Linked DNA regions of Mus musculus: region 2 is linked to region 1. The links are chromatin contacts, called in public promoter capture Hi-C maps. All regions are on one chromosome and are shown on one strand. The core of a region is the stretch at or near the end of the contact, and the rest is flanking DNA. Distances in the headings are between cores, read along the strand shown. Region 1 holds the start of Idh3a (isocitrate dehydrogenase 3 (NAD+) alpha). Region 2 holds the start of Chrna5 (cholinergic receptor, nicotinic, alpha polypeptide 5).

Region 1 (3,956 bases), core at 381-2,880:
GTTAACCTCGGGAGCCCCTTCTTAAGCCCTAATCCCTTGAGAGAGACTGAACCAAAGCCTGGGCCACTCTGCCAAAGGTCACACAGGCAATCAAGTCCCAGGGGAGCATCTTCTGACCCTATGGCCAATAAGTTCTGAACTCTTGTGGATTTCTTACAGGGCTAAAGGAAAAAGCAATTTTCCAGGACGCTCTTTACTACTTAGCCTTATTTAGTCCCCCAAGGCTGACTACACCTAGCAACATGAATCAGGTAGAGTGTGTAAGCCCAGACATTAAAGGACTGACTTGTTGCTACACCTTTAAAACCAAATGTGACCTAACAGCATCTCAAGCAAAAGTGGGTCTGAACATAGTGACAACGTAGATTCTAGTCACCAAACAAAAAAGCCTAGTTACTGATGTCCCAGAATCACTGTCTGCTTGATCACTGCCAAGACAGATACATCGATAGCTAGGAAAGCTTCAGGCTTTCATGTCCTTCTACATGGAATAGGTGCTTTCATGCAGAAATACCTGTGACACAAGCACATGTATCTTACAGGTGGGTTCGCAGATGTTAAATAGTTTGCAGAGGATACACAATTGGCCAATGGCTTTGTCAGGATTTAAAATTAAGAACCCCTAAATTGAATTATTAATAAACAATAGTGCATCTCCAAACCTCTCTTTAAAGGAGAAGGGCAATACAAATTTCATTTAAAAATCTGCATTGCTTATAGCAGACTTCTAGAGAGCCACCCACGACGGCATCAGATGACCTACGGCCTGGTCAGTACTATATCCATAATTAGCTAAGTGACCTTGGCCACCGGAGAGACAGAAAATCAAAATACCTCGGGTTTCTCTCAAAGATGACAATGACCTCCTGTATGACCTTGAGCAAATTTGTCTTCGAGGGCAGGTCAGCTCCACCAGGAAACGAAAAGACTGCATATGTAACCTGAAGCGCCTTCCAGCTCTAGTACCTGAACTATCAGGGAGAACTAGAGAGTCCCAGATCGCTGGGTCCCAACAACTGAAGGTGAAAGGACGATGATGCGATCTCCCTGAACGTTCAGAGTATAACTCCAAGGAGCACGATGCCCTGCGTCCTCTGAAGGAGGAATACCTACCAGGGCACCAGGCATCAGACTAGGAAGAGTTCCAAGAGAGAGAAAAATCTGGCTGGCCTAACGGCCCGGGATTCCCTCACCTCGAAAACCCTCTTGCGCCCAGCGTTTACCCGGTCAAAGGCTGAGGGATCAGGGAGGGGCGACCTGGGCATGCTGCCCGGAGACCCGCAGGTGACAGGGCCGCGGGGCCTAGGTGGCCTGTCTGTGACCCTCAAGGGCTCCGGGGGAGGCCTGTGCACCTATCCTGGAGGACACTGGTGGGGACACCCGGAGCAGTACTGGCCGCCTTGACCTTGACGCCGTCCCCGCCCGGCGCGGCTGTCCCGGCTCAGGGCTAGCCACGCACGGCGTGCCGGCCACATTCCCCGAAACACTGCCCGCGGGCCATGAGCCGCCTCCGCGCGCTCGCCTCCGCCATCCATCAGGCGGGATCACAGCCTACTCTCCCTGCTCGCCCTCGAGCTTGCTGCCCTGTAGCGCTCACCTTGGACACCCACGCGGACCCGGCCATCGCGTCCACTTCCCTCACCGCGGCGACAGCGGCAACACCAGGGCGCATGCGCATAGCCCTCTTCCCAAGCCCGCCCCTCACGGCCCCGCCCCGAGGCTCCGTGTGGCCCCGCCCCTAGCTCGGGTCTCTCGATCGCTCACCGCCCCGCTCCGGACCCCGCTGCACAGCTGCCGCTAGCTGACCAATCACCGCCTTCATCTTTTGATGACGCGCGGAGCGGGCCCAGCTGCGACCCGGAAGCCTCCTCCCCTTCCTCCCGCTTCATTCATTGAAAAGCTGTTTGGATGAGTTTTTTGTTTCCGACCTATTAGGGGACCAATCAGCCTTCTTTATTTGGGGGATTGTGCGCCCCTTAAAACTTTGCGGTCCCACTGGGACAAATATCTTGCTTATTTTCAAACATTGTTTTGTTTTGTTTCATTTCTTAAGACAGTATCATGGAGCTTCAAACTGATTATGTAGCTGAGGCTGGGTTTGAACCCCGGACTGCCAGGGGTTCCTCTTTTCTTGCCTCTATCTCCCAGGTACAGGGACTGTAGGCATGCACCACCTCGCCTAACTTGATTCTTACATTTTTTTTTAAATTTTCATTTTTTTGTTTTGTTTTTTGAGACAGGGTTCTTCTGCATAGCCTCAGCTACCCTGAAACTCACTCGCTAGACCAGGCTGGCCTCAAACCTACAGAGATCTGGCCTCTGCCTCCCGAGTTCTGGGATTAAAGGCGTGTTCCACCATCATCTGGCTAATTTTTATTTTTTTTTAATAGCTTTACTGAATAAAAAGCATTTATTAGTCTGCAGAGGACCCGGATTCAGTTCCCAGCACCCTCATGATGGCTCACAAATGTCTGTAACTCCAGATGTAGAGGATCCAGTACCTTCTTCAGGCCTCACAGGGCACCAGATACCAATATGGCACAGGCACCTACATGCAGACAAAACACTCATATACATAAAATAGACAAATCTTTTAAAAAGTACTTGATGTAAATGTACAATCTGAAGTTTTTAGCAAATGTAAGTGTTTTCATAAAATAAATTCAGAAAACACAGCTCTTGGGCTGGGGAGATGGCCCAGTGGGTTAGGTGCTTGTTTCAAAAGCATGAGGACCTGAATTCAATACCCAGTACCCATGTAAAGAGTCAGGAAAGAGTGAGCATCTATAACCCCAGCAATGAAAATCCAGAGCTAGGTGAATCCTGCTGCCATTGCCAGACAGCCTAGCTGATATGATGAGCCCCAGGTTGTTTAGTGAGTGGGAGACCTGTCTCAAAAGCTAAGGTAAGGATACCTACCATGAAGCCATGAAGCACTCAAGCACTCAAGCGCTCTCTCTCTCTCTCCCTCCCTCTCTCTCTCTCTCTCTCTCTCTCTCTCTCTCTCTCTCTCTCTCTCTCCCCCCCACACACACACACCACACTCACATTCTCCATTTACACACTATAACTCTTACTTCAAAAAGAGTAAGAGGGGGTTTAGTCTGACCAAATATAAGTAACTAAGGCCAGGAAACACAGGTTTAGATTACCCCAGTTTCTATGTTTCAACGTGGTAAACAAAAACAAAAACCATGTTGAGGACAAATCAGAGTTTGCAGACTGGCAGTGATGGCCCATGCCTTTAATCCTATCTCTCAGGAGGCAGAGGCAGTTGGATCTGAGTTAGAGACCAACCTGGCCTACAAAGCTAGTTTCAGGACAGCCAGGGCTACACAAAGAAACTTTGTTGCAGGATATTTGATCACACTGTGAACTCTAAGACTGTGTTGTTTACTTGGAAAACCATTTTCTAGTTGTGGTGTGGCTCAGCCTTAGCACACACCATTAATCCCTCAAGCTGGAATACAGAAATGACTTATTACTTCCTTTAATTCCAAATAATGAATGAAGATGAAGTTAGTTTGCAGAAGGAAACACCCATGATTGAAAGTGATGTCTGGGGCTGGTGAGATGGCTCAGTGGGTAAGAGCACCCGACTGCTCTTCCGAAGGTCCAGAGTTCAAATCCCAGCAACCACATGGTGGCTCACAACCATCCCCAACAAGATCTGACTCCCTCTTCTGGTGTGTCTGAAGACAGCTTCAGTGTACTTACATATAATAATAAATAAATCTTTAAAAAAAAAAAAGAAAGTGATGTCTACTGAGTGGCAAAGTGCTGAGTCAGAGAAAGATTTGACAGAATAGGATCTCCCCAACTCTCACGAGAATACGAGAATAGAGAGGAAAGGGAAGCTATGGGGGTGCAGGGGACAGTGCAGAGGGAGAGAGGAGACAGTTTTACCCAGAAAGTTTTGTAGAGACAGGTTGAGAAGAGTAGAAGATAGACACAGG
Region 2 (3,956 bases), core at 483-2,982, 390 kb before region 1:
TAGTAATCCCAACACTAGGAAGGCAGAGACAGGCAGATCCATGGAATTCAGCAGGATTGTCAACTGGCCTATCCTAACCACGAGCCCCAGGTCACAGTGAAAGACTGTCACAAACAACAACAAACAAACAAAACAACCAAATTGGACAGCTCCCCCACCCCCAGGAACAATATCCAAGGCTGATCTCTCCTCTACCAGCACATGCGCATACCCACACACAAAGGAATCGGATCTTAAGGAGCTCGCATGGGGGGGGGGGGAAACTAGTATAAAGATGCTTAGTATTAAAGAAGTCTCACCGAGTGGGAAAAGAAAGGAGTAGGTCATCAAGTCTGGTTAAAACACCAAGCCTCACAAGAGTTAGCAGTTTACACCATTGAAGAATCAGCAACAATGATTTATCTTAAAACAGAGAAACCTTTTCAAAATTCCCAGCTCCATCAAGAGTGGCAGGGATACCATTTTCTAGGCTGTCAGGCACTGCCTGGCGTTTTATATGCACCAATCAATCCTGAAAACGGATGAGAAAAGCAAGCAGTGTTGTCCTCCTGGTTCAACGGAAGAACGCAGTGGAGAGAATTCTGTCTTAAGACAAGACACACTGGGGACATAAATTAAGACAAGGGCACCCCTTTCCTTCTCTAAACTGTTTACACTCTGCAAAGATTTCATCTCTTCAGTAGACCGGTCCTGTAATCGGGAATCCTAGCCTGCGAAGTTACCACTTCCTAAAGAAAACCAGGACTCACAATTTAAGAACCTTAAGGAAAGAAAGGTCTGCCAGATTTCCTCATCTCAATAAAACTGAGCTTTGAGTGCAGCGACCCTCCACTTAAAGGAGCCGCACCTTCTCTAATATAGGACACACCACAGGTGCTCCAGAAACGGTAGTATTTTTTTCCAAAGTTCTTAAAAGGGCGGACTAAAATATGCTAAAGCACTGTAAATTCAAAGTACTAGCTAGGTTGTTTTGTTTGTTTCTATCCCAACCCACAACATCTGAAACGCTAACCAGGGGAGGGAGATGGGGCGCGGGAGAACGTGGAGGGTCGAGCTGGGAGGGTGGTACGCGCGAGCCCTGTTCCAAAAGAGCGAGGAACCCAGATACAATCCTTGAGTCCCGAAGTCTGGGCATGTGAACTGCCTAGCAAACGTTTCTTCTGCAAACGTTTGCTTCTTCTGGCCAAGATGCTGCCAGGAGTGAGGGAGAAGAGGGTAAACTATAAAGTCTCAAAGGCGAACATTAAGCCCAAAGTCTCCACACCGAGAACCAGCCACCAAGTGGGAAGCCCGATGACAGCAGCACGCTCTTGGAAAGTTGTACCGAGGCACGCCCTACACCAGCCGCCCAACGGTGACAGCCACCGAACGCCAAAACCGGCCTTTTCTTTGCTTTTGGGTGCTAACCTGGAACCTCATCCCGAATTTTCAGAAGAAAGGGAAAGGGAGCGGAGCCCTGCTGCGGGGCCCCGCGACCCTCAGCCCCGCCCCGGCTCACCTCCCCGCGCGCCCCGCGCCGCCCCGGCCGGCCGCCAGCGCCCCGCCAGCAGCTGCACCATCAAGAGCAGGCGCAGCGCGCGCCGCCGCGACCCCCGCGCCGCCATCGCCCGTCCGCCCGCCGACGGCTGCCTCGCGGATTACTCCGGGCCCTGAGGGACGGAGCACAAGAGCTGCCGCCGAAATCCGCTCGTTTCTCGGAAGCCGCTCGCCGCTCGCTCTTCAGCTTCTGCACGAAGCCCACCTTACCACTCGGTGGAAGGCCCGCGGAGCTCGAGGGCGGAGCCGCGGCGCTTAGCCCCGCCCCTATGGCCCGCAGCCCCGCCCCCAGAGCCCACACCCTGTCCTTCTAGGCTCCGCCCCGGGTCCAGCTTCATCAACTCGTAGCTCCGCCTTTCCCACACCTGGTGCTACCTTGTCACCCCCCTTCTCAGCCTTCCGCAAGAATTGTGACAGGTGCGAAGACTGTCCTGACCTCTGTTTTGGTGCGGTTTTGTTTCCTTTGGAACTGTAAACTCTGGATCCCCGAGTGAGCCAACAAGACTGCCTCCCTGCTGTGGACTTTCATGCCCCTGCTGTAGATACTAAGTGATCCATATCAGAAGACCTGCATTCGAGATCTGCATCTTGTTCAAATCACTCTTCCTTTGTGCGTCTATTTTCTCTTCCTTGTAAATGAGATGGATAAACTGGAGGACTCTGAAGGACAACTGTGACTGACAGCTCTGACATTCATTCAAGTCATCCGCGAAAATGATAGGCAATTGCTTCCAGAGTAGGCCATGCTGCCTGTGCGGTCATCACTTGGCATTGTAAATATTAGTGCCTTCGACTGCCACTGCTCCCTTACAACTTTGATGGAGATCGATGCTGACTGCGTCACAAATCCCTGTAGACTCTACACTGTATCTCATTGCCTCTGCTCATAATTGATTAGAACGCTTCATTTGGTTGAAGAGATTCAGGCAAATTATCTTTAAACTTCAGTGGCAGAGCATGCCAGATTTTTCACAGAAAATTATGGAGTTGGCACCTCTACAATTCATTATAGGCAGAAATCTCACTCCAACCTTCAGACTGCATAAATCTGTTTAAGTGAGACCGGGTTGCAAAGAATCTTAAAGGCAAAAGTCATTTAAGACCTTTTCCCCCTGGGTCCAAGTATACCCAGGGAAATGGAAACAATGTCCAAATGAGCGAGTGTATTTAAGCAGGCAAATGAAAGAACCAGAGAATAAAAGATGTGTATGGTGTTCACAATGCCAGTTGTTAATTACACCTCTGCACAAGAGTGAGACAGTGCCTAACCCCCTACACAGCAAATATATACTTTGAAGAATTTATAGGACTTACAGCTACTTATACCATTTGTTCTTGCCAGTGTTTGGGTGACTTTAGAGTGTTGCTCTACTTTCACAGCTAAGGAACGTGGAGAGTGGAGTTGAATAATTACTGAAGATCACAATACCTGTCAGTGGTAAAGCTGGGTTAATGGTTGTTAGCTCAGCCACCGTGAGCATAATTAGAACTTGGACTGCTCCGGAGTGTTAATCTACAGTCACAAGAGGACAGTTACCTACATCATCTCTGCAACACCATTGCCAGTTAAGCCAAAGGCGTGGCCTGGGATGTCTTGGGCACTTTCCAACCCAGGTAAATCATCTCAGTACACAATGCGTCCCTCTTGGATGCTTTCCCCTCTAGGATAATGTGCTAATCTTTCACATTTGCCAGCTGTGTGTCCGTCCCTAAATCCTTGGCAGGCATCTCCACATTGCTAGGACACACTAACTGACCAATCAACAATGAAGGCTGTTGAGCAGCCACTGCCAAAATTCTCCTGACATAGCATCTACCCACTAAATGTCTAACACTGAGCTAAAGGAACTATCATGCAGTTCGTTTTTTGTCTTGTATTGCTTTTGCTTTGATTTATGTTTATATCTGTGTGCCAGTATTTGTCTGTGCATAGGGGACCCAGAAGAGGCCAGGGTTGGGACCTTTGGAGCTGCAGTTACAGGTAGCTGTGAGCTGGGAATGGGCTTTAGTGCTTGGAATTGAACTGTAGTCCTCCAGAAGAACAGAAGTATTCTTAAGACCTGAGCTTGGAGCCCAGAGCCCTTGTAAAAAGCTGCATATGGCTGCATAAGCCCTCCTAGAACTGTGTGGGGTTGAGTCAGGAGAACTGCTGAGGCTCTCTGGCCTCTGGCCCTAACTCTAAGTTCAGCAAGAGACTCTATCTCAAAGGTAACACAGCAGGACACCTGATATCCTTCTTTGGCCTCCTAACTCTCAAGCATTTGAATACATACTCACGTGCATATACCCACGCTCCAGAAAAGAAATAAAATAGAATTTAATAGTAATCTTACTGACCTGGCTACATATGTGAGATGTAATATGTATTTTAAATATACAAGTTAATTTATTCTCCAGCAGCAACACTAGGAAAGTACTTA

What was found. Promoter capture Hi-C pulls out the DNA fragments that hold promoters and counts their contacts.
Region 2: a contact with region 1 is called in a promoter capture Hi-C map of liver, with 2.1 times the contacts expected there. The contact joins the promoter of Chrna5 here to the promoter of Idh3a in region 1.

What each region holds. Positions count from the first base shown.
Region 1 is chr9:54,584,185-54,588,140 of GRCm38.p6, reverse strand. Idh3a (isocitrate dehydrogenase 3 (NAD+) alpha) reads right to left here and starts at 1,630. Exons shown (of 11, transcript NM_029573.2): 1 at 1,598-1,630. The coding sequence starts at 1,624.
Region 2 is chr9:54,979,264-54,983,219 of GRCm38.p6, reverse strand. Chrna5 (cholinergic receptor, nicotinic, alpha polypeptide 5) reads right to left here and starts at 1,732. Exons shown (of 6, transcript NM_001373901.1): 1 at 1,499-1,732. The coding sequence starts at 1,604.